2 separate regions of the Mus musculus genome follow, and region 2 is linked to region 1. Evidence: chromatin contacts called from public HiChIP or PLAC-seq data. All regions are on one chromosome and are shown on one strand. Each heading gives the region's core, a stretch centred on a gene start, on an enhancer-like site or on the middle of the called end of the contact. The rest is flanking DNA. Distances are from core to core; before and after follow the strand shown. Region 1 has its middle 26 kb from the start of Gm36841. Region 2 holds the start of Hspb8 (heat shock protein 8).

Region 1 (4,910 bases), core at 1,749-4,248:
CTATGATAAGCTCTTCATAATTGAGATGAGTTTCATAATTCTTCATCATCCAGTCAACAGACGCGCTGGAGTCCTGGTCTCTGTTCCTAAGCACACTCAGTCACGGGTTTCACACTGACACCACTTCAGCTGAGTTATTCACATGACTGGTACTTGACTCATTGGTTTTAATTGCCACTTAGAATGTCCTCAAAAATTACATTATGATTTGATTTCCCATTGAAATGGAAAGTCTCCGTGTATCTGCAGAGGCTCCTGAATTGAGCAAGGACAGAAATATGACCCCACTAAAGTAAGTTGCTATTTTGGGGGAAATAATGCCAATTACCCCCTTTTTCATCTTACAAAGCAACAAAAAAATCTTTGCTGATGGACCTCCCCTACCCCTGAAAATAGGAACACCCACATTTTGTCACTGAGACATGTATAAAAGAATTTTACAGTGTGCTGCACATAATGGAGATCAGATGTCAGCCTTGGGTCCCTCAAATGCAGTAAATGTCTCCTGTTTGAAGACAGGGTCTTTCACTGGCCAGGGGCTTTGCAGATAGGCTAGGCTGGTGGTCTAATCTCTGCCTCTGCCAATGCTTGGATCACAAGCATGGACCTCTCTGCCTGGCTTTTTATGGAGATCAGCTTGGGTCCTCATGTTACGTGGGTAAGCACTGTACCAATGGAGTCACCGCCTCTAAAGGAGTTTCTTGTTATACTATACACCAAGCCTGAGGCAGTAGAGATGAGGGAAACTGCCAAATCCTTTAGGCCAGACGGAAAGACTCTCAAGTAAAGGATGTTGAGACTGACTGAGGTACTGCGTGCAGCTGCTAAGGGGGTGTGCCGCCACTTAATTAGAAGAGGTTTTACTTTTTTCCCCCTTCTTAATTTCACCTCAAATAGTGGTGTACCTTAAAATCAATTGTTTTACATGTGATGAAATGCCATTGAATTCAAGCTAATTAAACAGGCTCTACAATTCCAACTTAATGATCAGTTAACTCTCCTGGTGATAATGATAATGAGCTGTATTTATTTGAATTTCTGTGTTGTACCTGTCTCCCTAAAGATGTCTCCTGAAAGGAGAAAACAGAAGGGGGGAAACAAAACCCTCCCCACTGAGAGCAAAGTATATGTGTATAGGCTGTATGAATGATCAGTAATGCTAACAAAACTGTGAGCACGCATTAACTCAAGAATGCTACTTCTAGGAAAGGAAGTATGGACGAGCATAAACGTTGAGCTCCCAGAACATTCATTTCAGTCTGCTTCATTTATAAGAAGGCAAAGGCGAGAAGCAGCCTAACCATGTAACGTGGGGGGCGGGGGTGGGTGTGGCTGCTCCTACATCAATGATGAAGTGCCCATCTGACAGAATCCAGTAGCAGGCAGACCTTTAAAGGGGAATCCTGAATCTGGGGAGGGGAAAGATGCTCGTGGTACACGATGCACTAGAGGAAGGATGCAAACTTACTTACTGTCATTTTGGCCAGCCAATCATCATGAGGGCAATGCCAGCGGGGCAGCCATAAACAGAATCATAGTTTGCTCTGTTCTCTGAATGGGGGCAGGGGCGTTGGTGTTTATTTTCCTCTAATGTTCTCATTTTGCTGCACTAAAATGTTTTATGGAGTTACAAAAAAAATATGATTAAGGAAAGGAAAGGAAATGGATGCTGTCCCTGCCCACAGACAAATGAGAGAAAGCTGTCGGTTTAGGCTAGTCTGGGGTATTTCTTTGGATGGCCACAGGCTCCTGCTCCAGTAATGACTTCGCTGGAAGAAAAAAAAAATCTAATCATTCTACTAATAAAAGCATTGTGGTGGGAAATAGTTTTAGTTCAATAATCCGAGAAGACAGTAGTGGATGCTCTGGTCTGTTTTCATTTGTGAGGGGAGTAAAGGAAAAGATCTACCAAGTCAGTAAATATTTGCTGCTTGGCTGGATATTTTCGCCTTTTTGTCTCTCTGTCTCTTCGCTCTCGCCGTGAACAGCTTCTCCGTCAGTAGGGTGTGTGTGGTGTAGAATCCAGATGAGGGAAGAGAAAAACTGGAAAAGAATCTGCTAGAGACTGAATGCTCCCGTTCCTCAAAGAACACCCATGCCTTGGGGCTGGAGAGGTGGCTTGGTGGTGATCAGCAGCTGCTGCTCTTTCAGAAGACCTGCGCTCATGTCAGGTGGCTTCTAAAAAAACGCAAGCTCCAGGAGATCCGATGCTGTCTTCTGGCTGTCACAGGAAACCACACACTCGTACTTTGTAAAGATCTGTACCTCATGCTCTCAGCCCCAGTGTGGCTGTGTTTGAAGGTTAGAACAGTTGGAATTGGGCCGTGTCTTACTCAGACTTGGGTGATGGTGTTTCTTGAACTGCCGTTGCTGGTTTGGGGGCTCTAGAAATTTGGGGTGATGGGGCATAGCTGGCAAAAGTGGTTCACTGGAGTGGCCTCTGGAGGAGATACATCCTTCTTTTGGTATTGCCAAAGAGCGAGAATTCACCAGCATACACTTCCTTTGTCTGGAATCCCGGTGACCGGGTGGGTGGTGATTTCCCCCTGGATGGGACCGAAGGTGTTCAACCACACCTCCTGGGCCCCTGGCTCCGGTCACAGTTAAAGGCTCCCACAGCTCCCCACAGTAGAGCTGTGTGGCTCTCAGTCACGTAGGAGCAGCACCAAGTCTTCCCACTTGCAAATAAGGTTTCCCCAAGCCAATGAGAGGTATCTGCTGTCGAACTCTGAATCACTCCCAAAACTGTATATAAATCCTATCCAGGGAATTGAAAGTGCGAGAAAACTACTCTGTCATCCGAGCCTTCTGTTTTAAGAACTGTAACACTTGGGAAGAGGTCTGCTCTCCTGAAACGCCATCTGAAGCTCCGCCGCACTCCTCACTGGCTAGTCAGCCTCTCGTTGGTCCAGCCCGACATGACTCAGTGCAGGGCAGCGCAGAGTAACTGAGTAGCCCGGAAGGCAGGAAGGCACGGCAGAGACAGGAGCCAACTGCAGCAGCAGAAGTGGTGGACGCGACTTCCCCTTCCTGCCCGCACACCCACACTCGCTTCCCTTCGCTGGAACCTAGCCCCAGGCTGGGCCAGAGATCTCTGTGGAAAGTCTCTGGTACAGAGGCTCACAAACAGGCATCCTAGCTGCCATGATGACCATGTGTCTCAAAGAACTGTTCTGAAACCACAAGACAAAACAGCCCTCTCTTGTTTCTTTCAGGTGTTTGGTCACAACAACGTGACCGTAACTACCATCGAGGGAGTCACGGAGCCTAAGTGAGTCATGGAGGTGGGGCCCTGGTTCCATGGTTGATGGCGTCACAAGGGTGGAAGCAGAGAATCCCTCTCATCTCCCCACACTGTCTGAGGACAGCATGTAGGTGACTGTCTTCAGCTGCAGAGAACAGTTCAGAAAACCCAAACTGGCCAGTACCTGGATCTCGATCTTCCAACTTGAGACTGTGAGAAAATAAACGGCTGTGTTTAAGCCACAGGGTCAGGCTTCCTCTGTGGTGAGGGGCTCTCTGCTTCCTGCCTTCTGGATGACAGTGAGAAGCCTCTTGCATGAGTCATCGGATGGGAAGGGAACCAGCTGGAGTCCTTCCAATCTTAGGTCTACCACTGCTTGACTATCTGACCATGGGCTATCTCCTTCACTACCACGAGTCCCGACATCCTCACCTGCCCAGTTGAAATACTGATTGCCTACTTACCATCTTGGGTATAAGAGCTAACTGAGGTAATATTATCTGCCATGACCTAACTATATCGACTTCCACTGAAAAAACCATCAATAGACGAATGGATGAAAAACCAAATGGTCTATGTGCTTAAGGATTGGGGAGATTAATAATGTAAAGATGTGGCTATATTACTGAAAGTGACATGCAGTTAATACAATCCCTATAAAAATTATAACATCATTCTTTACAGAAGCAGAAAATATCTTAAACTTTGGAAACACAACACCTTGGATAGTTCAGTCATAGGCAAGAACGAAACAAAATAAGCAACCAGAGGTACCACTGTACCTAATTTGAAATTATATTATATGGCCACAGGGTAGAAAAGAAACAGCATTGTGCTAGCACAAAACTAGAATCAGAGGTCAGTTAATAAGACAGAAAGTCCAGATATAAACCTGCACAGCTTCGGCTTCCCGACTTTTGAGAAAGATTCTTGTCAAATATTTTCCCAAAAACACACATTGGAGAAAGGAGATTGTTCTATACTGCCACGGACCGGGCCTAGTCAGCTTCCCTCAATCCATGGGAATCAGGGGTTTGGACAGATGGGCATAGAGTCAGCGAGAATTGACAGACGCAGGCACGAGAGTGTGCTGGATCTGAATGTAATTTGTCAAATGGAGCATCAGACCTTTTATAGAGAAGAAAATAGGGAAGTTAAGGTGACACGCCCGCAAGGTACAAAGAGGTTTTACCAGATCCTTACATAAAACAGAGGAATGCAAACATGAAGGACTGGCAGGAACCAGCTGGGATAAAATTCAATGTTAACATCTGGGATCAAAAGCAGCCCCACCTAAGGTCAGCTTAATCTTAGAAGTCAGGGGCGAGGACATCGTGCCCTTGCCTTAGTTCCTATTCTAGTCTATTGTATAGTCCACCTTCTCCCTAGGCCATTGTTAATTCCTGTGTATGGGTGTAACTCAGCTATCTATAGTTCTAAGTATCTACTCTGGTTCCTCCCTAGACCACAACCTTCCTTCTTCCTAGATAATGGTAAATTCCTGCATATGGGAGTAGTTTGCCCTGAGATTTCTAACTCTACGTAGTAGACAATAATGCTTGGTTTCTTTCACTATCTCTCTTACAATACTTGAGGCAATTCTTAATGTCACTGAATAGGCAACATTCCTACTGAATTCAAAGCCCAAGATCGGCTCAAGGACTGC
Region 2 (4,910 bases), core at 695-3,194, 42 kb after region 1:
ACCAGCCAGTGCTTACAGCGGGGCTGTTATTGATTTTTCTGGCTGACAAGCCTCTGCCAAGAACAAGCTCTTTTTAATGGCCTGTTAATTGGGAGGGAGGCAGAGGAAAGCTTTGCCTAGGCCCAGCTTACCAGGGGCCAAGCTTCCTGTCCCCTCGGTCTTTTTTCCCCTGTGTATGTGTTCTTTCTCCCAGAGTGCAATGGGGTAAGGAAAGCCCTGGGCCTAGTGCTGCTGGGACCAGGCCTAGGCTCTGCTCTGGCCTTTCTGCTGACTCACTGTATGTCCTGGAACTAGGCCTCCTCAGCTGCAAGAAGGGGAGTAGACAGCCATGGGGTGAAGGGCCAGAGGAAATATATATATACATATATATATATATATATATATATATATATATATATATATATATATATATGTATGTATATATATATATATATTACATATATATTACACACACATATATATTACATATAACACACACACACACACACACACACACACACACATATATATATATATATATATATATATATATATCCTTCCTGGGTTTGAACCCTTTGCTACCTTGAACAAATACAAATTATGCTAATCCTCTATGTTCCTCCGTTTCCTAAAGTACAAAAGGGAGATGTGGACACACAAACCCTGTCCTCTGGTTGTATGGTTGTACTAACACAAGTGCTATGTGATGCTGAAGTCGTGGTTCAGCATATCGCCTGGCAGACAGCTCTTCGCCGAGGATAGGAGCCATACTGCAGACATTACCATCCAACTTTAGTCTCCTTGTCTAGTGATCGCACGGCGAGTCAGTGTGCTAACCCCTCTCCCCATGTCTCCAGAAGTCCTAGGTGCATCCATTTATTCTTTATATTAAATTATCTATTTCAAAATGTCTAGCCTGGCTTCTGCCAGCTCTCGGGTGGGGCACAGGGTCCTGAGGACCCCAGCTACTACGTCATATCCAAACTCATTCTGTTGCCCACTGAGAAACACTTGTCTCTGAAGGTAACATTGTGGGTTGCATTCTTGAGCCCTGAGATCACCTGTGCCATGTGGTCTGTCACAGGTCCCTTCTACTGAAGTTCTTTCTGGGCTGAACCTGTGATGGCGCACATGCGAGCACACAACACACACACACACTCACTCATACACACACACTCACACACACAAGCAGGACCCTGCCCGCCCCGACTCACCTGAAACTTCCACGTATCCATCCTTGGTCTTTACCATCAGCTCTTCCGGCTTGAAGCTGTGCACGTTGACACACACTTTCCAAGGCTCCCCAGGGAAGGGTGGGGGACTCCTGCCCTCAGCGGGCACTCCAAACCTAGCTGTGGCTGGAGGCCCTCGGGGTACCATGCCAGACCTTAGGGTTCCAGGCCAGGCAGAGGAGAGCCGAGGCAAAGCCCACTCTGGCCAAGGGGCTGTCAAGTCGTCTGGAAAAGGGTCCATGCCAAAGCCATCGTCCAGAAGGCGGGAGGAGAGCGGTGAGTCCCGAAAGGGGTCTCGGCGCAGGCGGCTTGGGTAGGAGCACGGGAAAGGCAATTGCCCGTCAGCCATGATGTTGGTCGAACTTAGAGGGGGAAACAGAGGCTCAGAGAGACAGAGCCACCTACCCAAAGGTCACACAGCAAGGTGATGTGGCTTGAGATGGCTTTCAGAATTTAGTTCTCCACTTCAGAAAATGCTGATCTTCCTTCAGCCACGAGCCCAACCATCCGCTGGCTGCCCAGAATTGAGCTGGGGTCCTGGCTTACAAAGGTGACCCCCTCCCTAAGCGGGCCCAGCAGAATCCCAGAGGGCCTCTCTCTCTCGCTTGGCTATCAGTAAGCCACCGGCTGCCTTCCTCCCAGGCTGCCCCGGCTCCCAGCCAAAGCCTGCTGAGGTCTTGAGCACAGCCAGGAGTTTAATAAAGCTCGGGGACTCGCGAGCCTAGAAACTTCTCCTGGCTTCTGGGCTGGGAGCCTTCTATTTATTTGCTGCTGGGGGCTGGGGGCGGGTTTTGCAAGCGCCTCCTGTCACAGGAGTATTCAAAGGTGATGAACCAGTCCCTGAGAATCCGCTGAGAGAACAACTGGGCTCTGGGAGCGGGTGGGGAGCTGGGAGGGGCCGTGGCGTCCGGGTCCAGCCAGCCTCTCAGGCACTCTCTCCTCCTCCTCCTGCTCCGCTCCGCCCCCGCCCTCCCTCTGCCTCCAGCAGCGTCCACTCCATCCACCCGTGCCCCGCAGGGCACTAAAGCCAGACTATTAATAACCCTCCGCCTGGCTGAGGGCTCAGGTCACACTCTGGAAATACCATCTTCAGTGCATGTTCTGTCTTGCCTCCTACTCTAGGGACTCGCAGAAGAGAGACAGCCCCTCATTGGATCAAGAAGTACAAGGAATCCCCACTTACAGTATGGCCCAAGTCTTACAGCCTCAGACTTCTGAGAACGAAATTTTAAAAAACGGCAGTTTAAGTTATGAAAAGAGGGACGTTGTCAGTCAGAGTCTATTGGGATAGGTAGGTCTTGGGGTGAGAAAACAGATCGGGTTCAACTCCCAGCACAGCCTGAGCCACTGAGGATTTACAGCCTGGAGGCAGAATGGGGGCCAATGGATGGGAAATGACCAGGGGGGAATCCAGGGACCAGAGGGAATTCTGGATAAACTGATCTAACTGGAGTCCTCTATATCTACAGACTGGGGTGGCCAGCTCTCGCTTTGAAAACCACTGATCAAGCATGGGAAGAGGTGATCAGGGGGTGATGGAATTATAGGGATTGTGTCTAAACTGACTTGTTCTTGTTAAAACTGGGTGAAGAGAATGCACCCCTGGGCCTCCAAGGAGGAGTCTGCCTGCAGTTTGGTCAAGGGAAGAGTTTCTATCAGAGGCAATATAACTCCAAGGCATGTCTGAGCTGCCTGTTTTCCACCTGTGGAATGGGGCAGGAGAGGAACCTGCTCTGGGACGTGTCGTCAGGAATGCGTGACATCATAGACTTCGGAGAGGAGTCTGTGCTTTTAAGTTTTCAACTTTCAACTTATCGGTTGCATAATGTTTGCTCATAAGTGCTTCATAAACAGGTGGTGGAACCCTCCTCTTCCGCGCACTGAGAGCTACAAGCTCCAGGACTGTATGACTGTCCCATTCGGCAGGAGAGTTAATGGTCATAAGTCATCAGAAAACTTTTTTTTTTTTCATTGACTGCCTTATACATTCTGGAAAGAATTTCAGCACAGAGCTAGCTGCACCTCTAATCCTCCTCCTTCTGTAAAATCATTTGTCGCCATGGGTTCATAAATAAAAACATGACACAGTGGGGTGAAGCTTGAACATCTGCCTAGTCCCAAATGCTATCCATTTCAGCGAACCCCTGTACACAGAACAGCCGTGCCCTGGAACCCCCTTTATGAACCCTGTACATACATAGAACCACTCCACACACACACCAAATCTGTGATGGGATGCAAACTAGGAAAAAAAAATATGTTTCTAATATCTTTCATGACTTATGTGTCCTTTGCCTACATTCTATCCTTCCTCATTACCTAATATGTCCCTCTCGTTATTCTTTTAAATGTTACTATGTTGTCCTACTATGCTATTCCTCACAGAGGAAATCCTAATCTGTAGTGTGCACGCATGTGTGTGTGTGTATAAGTGGGTTTATGTAAGCAGATAAAGAGACTTTTTTATTTCCTTATTCTTTACTCTCAAATAACATCTCAGTAGTCTACCTAGACTGGCCTTGACCTCACTCTCAGCTTAGGCTGGCCTTGAACTTGTAAGTTTCCTGCTTCAGCCTCCTGTGCAGGCTGGACTACAGACCAGCACCATGCTGGGGTTATATCTTTATTTCAAATAATAACAAGTATCTAGATGCACTGGTCTCCAGGTGGGATATTTTGAAAGCCCAGATCCAGGGAGAACCATTTCTAGAAACCTCTGCTCCTCCATCCTGCTAGGAAAATGAATTTAGGAATCTTTTAACCTACAGGTGTCTTGGGTTTGAGGTTCCAATCTTCAACAGCTGGGAGCTTGGGACTTGTCATTTTCCCTTTGAGAGTCTTGGGGTCCCAGCTCTGTTTTCTTTATGGGGTGAGCATGTTGGGGAATTTGAATCCCAGGTTGAGAAGACATTTTGGTAGAAAGCCGTCCTCTTACGAGGTGCTTTACTCAAAATAAGGATACTGAGAAGAATCACTCACAGTGGTGAGCCACTGCAGTAATGGTGGGAAATGTTCACAACCATCTTTGATACCGTCAACCCATTTTTCAGATGAGGAAATAGAGGAGAGCCAGCCCATGCACACAGATGTCCTGTGCCAGAAACTGTGTGGGAGAGCTGATTGGTTTGAATCTTAGATCTGTACTGAGTGAGTTGGCTGAGACCCCTGGCTTTTGCTCCAGTGGAGAGAGGGTCCCCCTGTCCTGACTTGATGTGTCCCCCCAAGTACCTGGGTGGCCTCAGTGCGATGCAGGATGAGCTCATTGCGCCAGAAGACTTAAGCTGACGTCATGGCTGGGCACAGACCGCAGCTGGGAGGGGCTGAGTGAGCCTGCAGCTAATTATGAGGAGAGTCACCCTGTATGATGAACAGGGAGAAATCTGGCCCTGCCTGGGTCCAGGCGGGGGCTGGAGAGAGGCTCTTCAGTGCCTGGGCTGGGCTGGGCTGGGCTGGGGGCCGTGAGGTCCCAGCTGAGTGCATGTGGATTTGGGTGGGCATTGCAGTGTGTGTTTATGTGCCGCTGAGCTGTATTGATTTATGAGTGAGTCTGTTTGGAGGACGTGTTCTAAAAGGTTTTCTTCTTCCTTCCCAGGCCTCTTTGCACATCTTCATTGAGAATTTCTAGAGGCCCTTCTGCCTGGAACCAAGAAGGGAGAAAGCTTGACAGCACTGAATTGAGCATCTTTTGTGGCCTGTGCT

What was found. HiChIP or PLAC-seq counts read pairs in DNA pulled down with a chosen protein or histone mark.
Region 2: a contact with region 1 is called in an H3K27ac HiChIP or PLAC-seq map of embryonic stem cells, with 17 read pairs. The contact joins the promoter of Hspb8 here to the enhancer-like site in region 1. A contact is called at or near these places in 8 of 39 promoter capture datasets (embryonic stem cells, epiblast stem cells, frontonasal cranial neural crest and 4 more), 1 of 15 datasets of contacts at CTCF or cohesin (the NIH/3T3 cell line), 3 of 484 Hi-C or Micro-C datasets (the N1E-115 cell line, cortical neurons and forebrain), 10 of 115 datasets of contacts at active chromatin or transcription factors (embryonic fibroblasts, embryonic stem cells, fibro-adipogenic progenitors and 3 more) and 3 of 9 other capture datasets (adipose tissue, liver and pancreatic islet).

What each region holds. Positions count from the first base shown.
Region 1 is chr5:116,378,358-116,383,267 of GRCm38.p6, forward strand. No RefSeq gene overlaps it. Among named protein-coding and RNA genes, the nearest start is that of Gm36841, 26 kb to the right of the region's middle. Within about 2 kb of position 2,999, at least 54 of the 459 cell types and tissues checked have an H3K27ac peak or open chromatin away from gene starts, as enhancers often do. A contact at or near this core is called in the N1E-115 cell line, embryonic stem cells and trophoblast stem cells, where this site is marked.
Region 2 is chr5:116,420,920-116,425,829 of GRCm38.p6, forward strand. Hspb8 (heat shock protein 8) reads right to left here and starts at 1,945. Exons shown (of 3, transcript NM_030704.3): 1 at 1,194-1,945. The coding sequence starts at 1,560. Gm42009 (a long non-coding RNA gene) reads left to right here and starts at 2,074. Exons shown (of 2, transcript XR_878709.3): 1 at 2,074-2,502; 2 at 4,804-4,910.